2 separate regions of the Mus musculus genome follow, and region 2 is linked to region 1. Evidence: chromatin contacts called from public promoter capture Hi-C data. All regions are on one chromosome and are shown on one strand. The core of a region is the stretch at or near the end of the contact, and the rest is flanking DNA. Distances in the headings are between cores, read along the strand shown.

Region 1 (3,911 bases), core at 1,267-3,766:
TCCGAGCTCATTGGCAGCTCGCATCTTTACTGATCAATCAAGAACCAACTGGGGACAGGACCTTCAGGTTCCCATGAAGATTCCTGATCAGAGCATCAGAACAACCCCTACATTTATATTTATAATAAGCCGTAAACAGCACAAGAACTGGGCAGCTATCTACCTTCTATGCTATTAGAATCTACTTTCTTATAGATAAATACAAATTATTACTTAATATTTACTATGTTTCATCTGGGATGCTCTTAACTCCCACTGGACAGCCCCCAGGGTTGCACTTTTATGGCTCACTTAACCCATGGTGGCTTCTCCTCCCTCCTCCTGCACTCCTCTCCTCCCTGTCTCCTAGGACTCCAAGCCTGAGAAGCCTAAACTCCACTTATGTCTCTTCTGCCCAGCTATTGGCTGTTGGCATCTTTATTTACTGATCAGAAATAACTTGGGGGTAGGGTCACAAGTCTATGTACAGACTCCAAGTCTTGGGGGCCCACATTTAGCATTACAATAGAGAGCAAGATCAAACCTCAACATTGTTGTTTTTGCCTTAAATTATCTTTAAAATGTTTTTGATGAAGGGGGATCTTACATATTTACAATTTTTGGCATTCAGGCTGTTAGGCTTAAGAGTGAGCACTCAACCCCACTGACCCATCTCATAAGTCCTGTGGTAGTTTTTATATGAATGCGCATTTACCCTGATCAGGGTCCATTAAGCTTCTCAAATATATCTTATCAAAAACTCATGTTTGAATACTGCTTCCAGAAGAAATAAAAAAAAGATGACATTCTTTAGCATATTACCCCCACCCTTCATGGGCTTAGCTGTCTCCTTCATTTTCTTGAAGTTTCCTCATGCCTCTCTCCCCAGTGTGCTTCTGCCACCGCCAGCAAATGTGCCATTAGCCTCTGTGTCCTCGAGCTCCCTGCTCCTTCACTGCTCTCTTCCACCTTTGCCAATAAAATACACAAACGTGGAAGCCGTGAGTCAGCCCACATTCAAATGATCTTTGAAGCACTTCCTGACCCTGCCTGAGTCTGAGGTAGTCTGAATTTTCCTATGACAGCATAGATCACACTGAGTCCATTTATCTGTCTCTTCCTTGGCAGAGAGAGGGGACAATGAATACAAAGTATGTCTCTTTTATATCTTTACAGCTCTATTTTTGAGGCCCAATAAAGTGCCTGGCACATAGTAAATACCTTTACTTGTTTTTTAGTATTTTATTTAAATATCTACATTAAATATTTTAAATACAGGTGTCTTGCCTGCATATATGTCTATGGGCCAATGAGGCCAGAAGATGGTGTTGGATTCCCTGAAGTTACAGGAGGCTGTGAGTGTCCACATTGGTGCTGGAAAAGAAGCCAGGTCCTTTGGAAGCGTGACCAGTGCTCTTAACTGCTGAGCCCTGCTGAGCCATTCTCTGTCTCCCGTGTACTTGTTTCTTAAATTACTTATTTCTTCATTGATCAAATAATTATGTGGTCTGTGGGCATCCAGGGTTTTTGATCCTAAGACTATTTGAAAATCCTTAGTTTCCCATCTTGAAATAGATGTCTGATTCCTTGGCATTAATGTTTTTTCTTCCAGGTTCTAGGTACTCTATTAAGGGAAACTGAGGCAAATTACCTGTAAACCTTCTGGAGAGCCAGTACTGTGTTTTCTCACACCACCATACATGCATACCTGGTCATTTAGAAAGGGTGTAAGACTTAGCTGAGCACAACATACCCATACCATGTTTCAAGGTGCCGTATGTTGTAATTTGATAGTGAGAAACTTGAATCGGCTAATACATACATTGAACAGTTCTGAACTCTCTCTACTTATCTTTTGAATATATATTTATGGAATCTGGATGTTTGAAGAACTATAGATTTTCAGATGAACAAATTGCAGTACAATGATCCAACAATGCTGTTAATGCTGAACTTGGGTTGGAATTAAATGTAACTAACCGAACAAAGAAATTACAGAATTCTGTTAATGGTCACGCTCCCTACAGTTTTATAACCTAATTGTTAAAACACTAAGAACAAGTAGATTTTTAGTACCTTGGGTAATTCTCTTGAAGGAGGCAAAGGAAGGGGGTATTTATGATTTGCAGAAGAAATCTAAACAACCAAGGAGACTGCCATGTCAAGAGGAAGTTAGATTTCACTGGGCACTTGGAAGTGGTTGGGGGTGGGGTGAAGCAGGAGGGACTGGCTGTGGGCAGGAACCCAATGGCACCAAAGACACAAGACCAGCCTTGTTTAGTCAACTACAGTCCAGAACCTTCAGGCTTAGTGAATGGGTGACTATGGCAACAGTCCCCGCCCCAACCCCCTTGCGCGTGCACAGCGCAGAGCCAGCAGTAGGCTCCTCCACAACAGATACTTTTTTTTTTCTCTCTCGGTAAAGAGAACTACAGTTCCCAAGAGCCCTCTCGGCACCGCCTCGCGATGTGGCCCTGCCCCTTACCCTTATGCCCCGCCCTCCCGCTAGTCCCGGTCCCTCCTTCCCAGTGTGTGTCAGTGACCCAAAGGCGGTTCGAGGCGGAGGGACCGTCGGGGGCGCCGCCGCCGCCTTCTCCAGCGCCAGCAACAGCAGCAGCAGCGGCAGCGACAACAGCAGCAGCGGCAGCAGCGGCCGTGCGGCGCCACCGGATCTGCCTGCAGCCCGGGGAGCTCACCACAAAGCGGGCCCGAGCCTCCCTCTCTAGTCCGCGCTCGGCTCTGCGTTCCACTCGGCCTCGCGGGGCTCGGCGGCTGGCGGGAAGGCGGCGGGCTCCGCTGGTGCCTGCGTTCAACCGGTGCTCGCGCCGCCCCCGCGCCCCGGGTGTCCGTGCGGCGGGCCGAGCTGGCGTTCCGGCCACCAGCAGTCGTCCGGTGAGTGCGGCGCGGGCGGCGAACGGGGGCGCGAGGGCCGGCGGCGCGGAACTTCCTCCGAGCCTTTGCCGGTGGCGGCGCGGCGGCCTGCGCGCCCGCCCGCCCGCGGGGAGGCGGCGGGGAGCAGAGTTTGCGGCGCCGCATCCCGCGCGGAGGGAGGAAGCGCCTTTGTGAGGAGCTGCCCGGAACGCCCTCCCCCACGGCTGGAGCGGGTGCGCGGCGGAGGGGAGCCCCAGCTCGGCGGCCCGGTTCTCGCTCCCGCGGCCAGGCTGCAGGCCGGCGAAGTGGAAGGGGAACAAAGGGGCGGTGGGCTTTTCTTTTGTTTGTGTGAATCTGATAACTTCTCAGCTTCCTTACGTAACACAGAATTCCAAGTTAGTCATTCTTTTTATTGTTATGATTATTGTCATCATCTCTGCGTGCCTCTACGTTTCCTTTCATCTTGGGAATCTCAGAGCATTTTAAAAACACTAATTAATTTCACCTCCCGGCCCTTGCCAAGCCCGTTTCCGTACGTGGGTAAACTGAGGTCCAGAAAGCCCTCAAATTGATGGATACGCTTGATGTACCGCGCTGGTGTCTGAGGCTCCGAAAGCGTTTATGAGTAATAACTCATTCTCCAAATGCCCTGTGGAAAAGTTAAAGATGCTCATTTTACTTACAGGTTAAATGAAGTCTGGAAGAAGTCTAGGTAATTGTTAGGTAGTTGAAACAATAATTCTTTTTAAATAGTATTTGAATCTTAAAACCTCAAAGGACTTTCTGAAAAATGTTCCGAGTGGTGAAGATACTGTAAGTCATCAACTCACTTCGCCATATATTATGTTTATATGTGCAGATCTCTTACAAAGTCAGACAACAATGATGAGGGAGGGGATAGTTTTTACTTAACCTACATTTAACATGTTTAGTCACTACTCACAATATGCTCGTTGGTTTTAGCCCCAGCACTCTTCCATCAACAAATATTGAGCATCTCATCCACAGGACGCTTTATTAAACCGAGAATTGAAGCTTTTGTGTATCAAAGGTTGTCTGTT
Region 2 (4,061 bases), core at 115-2,614, 1.9 Mb after region 1:
AAACAAACAAACAAACAAAAAACACACCACAACCACAAGGAAGGCAATTTATAGAGGGAAGAGTTTTGAGGGGTTTTATGGTTCTAGGACTTCATGATCACTGGGAAGCACAGCAGGGAAGCTTCACAACAGGTAGGCATGGAGAAGGGAGAGCTCACATCTCATATTGTGAAGAGGAAGCAGAGCACAAACTGGCTGGTAGCTTTTGAAACAAACTCAGCCTCCAGTGATATACTTACTCCAGCAAGGCTACACCTCCTAAGCTTCTCCAATCAGAGCTACCCACTGGGGACCAAGTATTTGAATGTCTAAAACTAGGGGAGACATCTCAAATCACCACAGTACCAGTACCTGTTCTCTTCATATAAGTCAGCTGTCTCAACAACCATAGAATATTTGTGTGCTTCGAGGGAGGGGTAAACTGGTCTTTGAAAAAGACGTGTCCCCCAAGGGGAGGCTTGAAAAGTTCATCTTAGTCTTAATAGAGTGAATGAATGTAAATGCTTCTCATAATTACAGGACTAAGTCCATGAAACAATTGTTCGTTAACCTACCGCAGGCATCTGGCACCTTATGGCTCTCAATTATTAACTGTGAACTACCACTGAATGAGTATTACCTATATAAACTCTGGTGGTCAATGATCATGATTATAGAAACCTTGGAAGTTTACCTAAGGACAGAGTCCTGGCTCTGTACTGGCTTCCACTGCCTTACTGGTTGACCTTGGGCTTTAGCTTCATCATCCTTTAAGTCTAGACGATGACACCTATTTCATGGGATTATGAGGATTAGTGTGGGGGTGGGGTGGGGGGGGTAAAGAGTGTAAAGATTTCACACTTTGCTCAGCAGATAACTATTAATCAGTTATTAGAATGTTTATGTTCCCTAAGAGTCAGTGGTTATGTTTATGGAAGAGGTCTTAACTAGAAGGCAGACTGGATTTGATAGGCAGTCACCGCCCCACAACTATTACGATTCTGTGCCGTCTAACTAGTGTATTTAAATCCCTAGGCAGTCAAAATATATACAAAAGGGAGGAAACTATTCATGGCACATCTCTCCTCCAACACCTTTACAAAGTGAATAAACTAGGAATAGAATTTGGAATTTAGACATGGATGTCCGTAAAAGGCCGGTTGCACCACACCCACTCCGGAACAAAGCCAGAGCTGTCACAGCTTCCTCAACAGCACTAGCAGAAGCTAAAGGCTCGGGTCCATCTAGAACGGCCACAGCCACGCCTATAAAACCTCCCGCTCCATCTCAGGCACAGGGAGGGGTGGACAGTCCGTAGCCACATCTCCGCGCGCAAGCTGCGCAGCCGGCGTGCGGCAGACAGCCCCTGACGTCACACCCGCGCCGGCTCTCCAGCAGGCCCCTTGCTCGGCTTCCGCCTTCTCTCCCGGCGTCGCTTTCTGGAAGGTTCGTGGAGGAGGCGGTCAGGGAGACCGTTACTCCACAGCAAGCCGGAATCCGTGTCCATCCGTCCTCCTGAACCCGCGCAGACGCCACCAAGGTCGCCATGCCGGAGAACGTAGCTTCCCGAAGCGGGGCGCCCACCGCCGGGCCCGGCAGCCGCGGGAAAAGCGCCTACCAGGACCGCGACAAGCCAGCCCAGATCCGCTTCAGCAATATTTCCGCGGCCAAAGGTATCACCCGGTCGCCGGCCCGCCTCCGGCGGAACGGCCCAGCCTCGCTGTGACCTTGGCCCTGGGTGGGTTGTGTTCCTTCAAGGTGGTCTCGTTTGCAGCTTTCTGCTAAGCACTCGGAGCGTGGAGGCCTCGGACACGCCCCATTGTGGGACGCCGAGCTCCTTAGTTCGTCTCCTGCAGGCATGGGCGGTGTTGGTCACATTGGCGCAGACAGCCGTTTAAAATACTGAAAGCAATGATCCTTGAGATCTGACTCTTAAGAACTAAAGCTTGGCTGTTTATCAAACCTAGTGGTAGACGACACAGTATTTTGAGCTTTCAAATAAAATTCATTTTACTTTTTCAACATTTTCAAAAAAAGTTCATTTAACTTATGAACGTTCTTTGGCTCCGTAGTACTAATCGGATAGTCACTATAAATTCCCTTAAACTGGCAGGTGGGCGACATAGGGTTGTAAAAGCACGTGGTGAAAACCAGACAGGCCGAGTTTTATTCTCAGTATGTGCTATTTGACGCGTCTGACGTCTAAAGCAACAAAGCCTTAAGAGATACTGCCAGGGTTTATTTGGGTTGGAGACAAAGATGCATGATTTGGGAAGTGGACGGGGTGTTGTTTTATCTTCTGAAGGTCCTAGGATCCAAGAAACTCTTGACTTCGCAGTGCAGCTGTAAGTTGGGTGAGGTGACAGTTGATTTGCAGGGTTGCTGGGAGGATTAAATGTGAAAGTGTATGAAGTAAACCTGACAAGTACTGCAGTCACCAGTCCAGGTGACTGGAATGTGTTGGTGCTGTGAGGTGTGTGCGCAGGATGGGCCTTAAGGAGTTGGAGACGCCAAGCTGACCAGGTGCTCCATGTGAGAGTCTTTTGGAAGTTTGGAGTGAATACCTGACACCTGGAAGTTTATTGAGTTCATTAATTACGTTTGTGGTAGTGGAGTCATTGGGATGTTGAAAGATGAATTCTAGAGTCAGATGAGTGACCAAGAGAGTGTACACTCTATTAAGAAATGAGTTTACTTCAGGCAACCATCTTAGCTAGGGTTTCTATTATTGTGAAAACACAGGTTATGTGGATTTAGTTATTAATTTATGTATATGGGTGTTTTGTCTGTATGTATATTTGTACACCAGAAGGCATTGGATCCCATAGAACTGTGTTTATATGTGGTTGTGGGTGCTGGGAGTTGATCTCAGGGCCTCTGGAAGAGCAGCCATCTTTTATCCATCTGCTGAGCCATCCCTTCAGCCCCTCAACCTGCTTTCTTATGAACCCAGGACCACTAGCCCGGGGATGGACCCACCCACAAAGGATTGAGCCCTTCCCCCTCAATCTCTAGTCAAGAACATTCCCTATAGACTTGCCTACAACTCCGTTTTAACTGACTTTTTCTTAATTTGAGGAGTTACCGCCTCTGAGATCACTTTGGCTTGGGTCAAGTTCACATAAACTGTCCAGAACAGTTACTTTTCAAAGGAAGGGTGCACAAAAATTAAAAAGGACAGAAGGAGCCATGCACGTAGGCAGGATTGGTTACCCAAATTGCCTGTAAAGCTATCTAGTTACTAAAGGAGCAAAGGGCAAACTAGTTTTTCCAAGTCAAAACAGAATTCTAGAAAGTGAGAAAGGTTTCTTCCAGATACAATTTGAGTTGAGTTCATTTTGCAATTATCCATCCCTCTCAAATAAAGACAATATTACTTGCTAATGGTGAGGGAGATTTCACAGACAGAAAATACTGGTGGTTTTGTGTAAATCATTTTACAGTCATTAGCTTGTGTTCTAGAGATGGAGAGTCTAAAATACCATAATTTTTTAGTAGTGAATATCTTGAAACGGGTCCACAGAAATCATCTGAAACTTTGATGATAACATTAGACCAAAGTTAGGACATACGTAAAATATTGTTATACAAGGTATTTTCTGTTAAATTATTTATTCTTTGCCAAATATGGCCAAAAGCATATAGTAGTTAAGGGATACAGAAGAAATTTTAGCCTATGGGTCCCACATATGTTTTCTCAGCGGATTATGGTTTTGTTGGGGAGAGAAAAGGCTAATGGATGAATTGTGTACTACATTAGGGTGTTCAGCTGTTTCACTGATGCTTGTACTGTTATGGAATAGAGGAAATAAAACTAAGAACTTAAGACTACATTGTGCCATTTTGATTCTCACAGGAGTATTGAAAATTTGTTCTACATAGACATAGCACGTGAAGTATTCTAGTGTCTATTAGGGTTATTATTAGGCATGAAGTTGTAGGAGGCACAATAAGCTACTATATACCATATCCTAATAAGGACAAGTTTAAAACAAAACACTTTGCTTTTTTTTTAAGTCTTGATTTAATATGTGACTTTCTGTTTTTCTATTTTAACAGCGGTTGCTGATGCTATTAGAACA

The links. Capture Hi-C pulls out chosen DNA fragments and counts their contacts.
Region 2: a contact with region 1 is called in a promoter capture Hi-C map of adipose tissue, with 3 times the contacts expected there. The contact joins the promoter of Cct4 here to the promoter of Peli1 in region 1. A contact is called at or near these places in 3 of 39 promoter capture datasets (hippocampal neurons, liver and pre-B cells), 1 of 115 datasets of contacts at active chromatin or transcription factors (astrocytes) and 2 of 9 other capture datasets (adipose tissue and liver).

The regions. Positions count from the first base shown.
Region 1 is chr11:21,088,808-21,092,718 of GRCm38.p6, forward strand. Peli1 (pellino 1) reads left to right here and starts at 2,517. Exons shown (of 7, transcript NM_023324.2): 1 at 2,517-2,871.
Region 2 is chr11:22,989,229-22,993,289 of GRCm38.p6, forward strand. It overlaps Cct4 (chaperonin containing Tcp1, subunit 4 (delta)), which reads left to right and starts at 1,365. Exons shown (of 14, transcript NM_009837.1): 1 at 1,365-1,652; 2 at 4,039-4,061. The coding sequence starts at 1,526.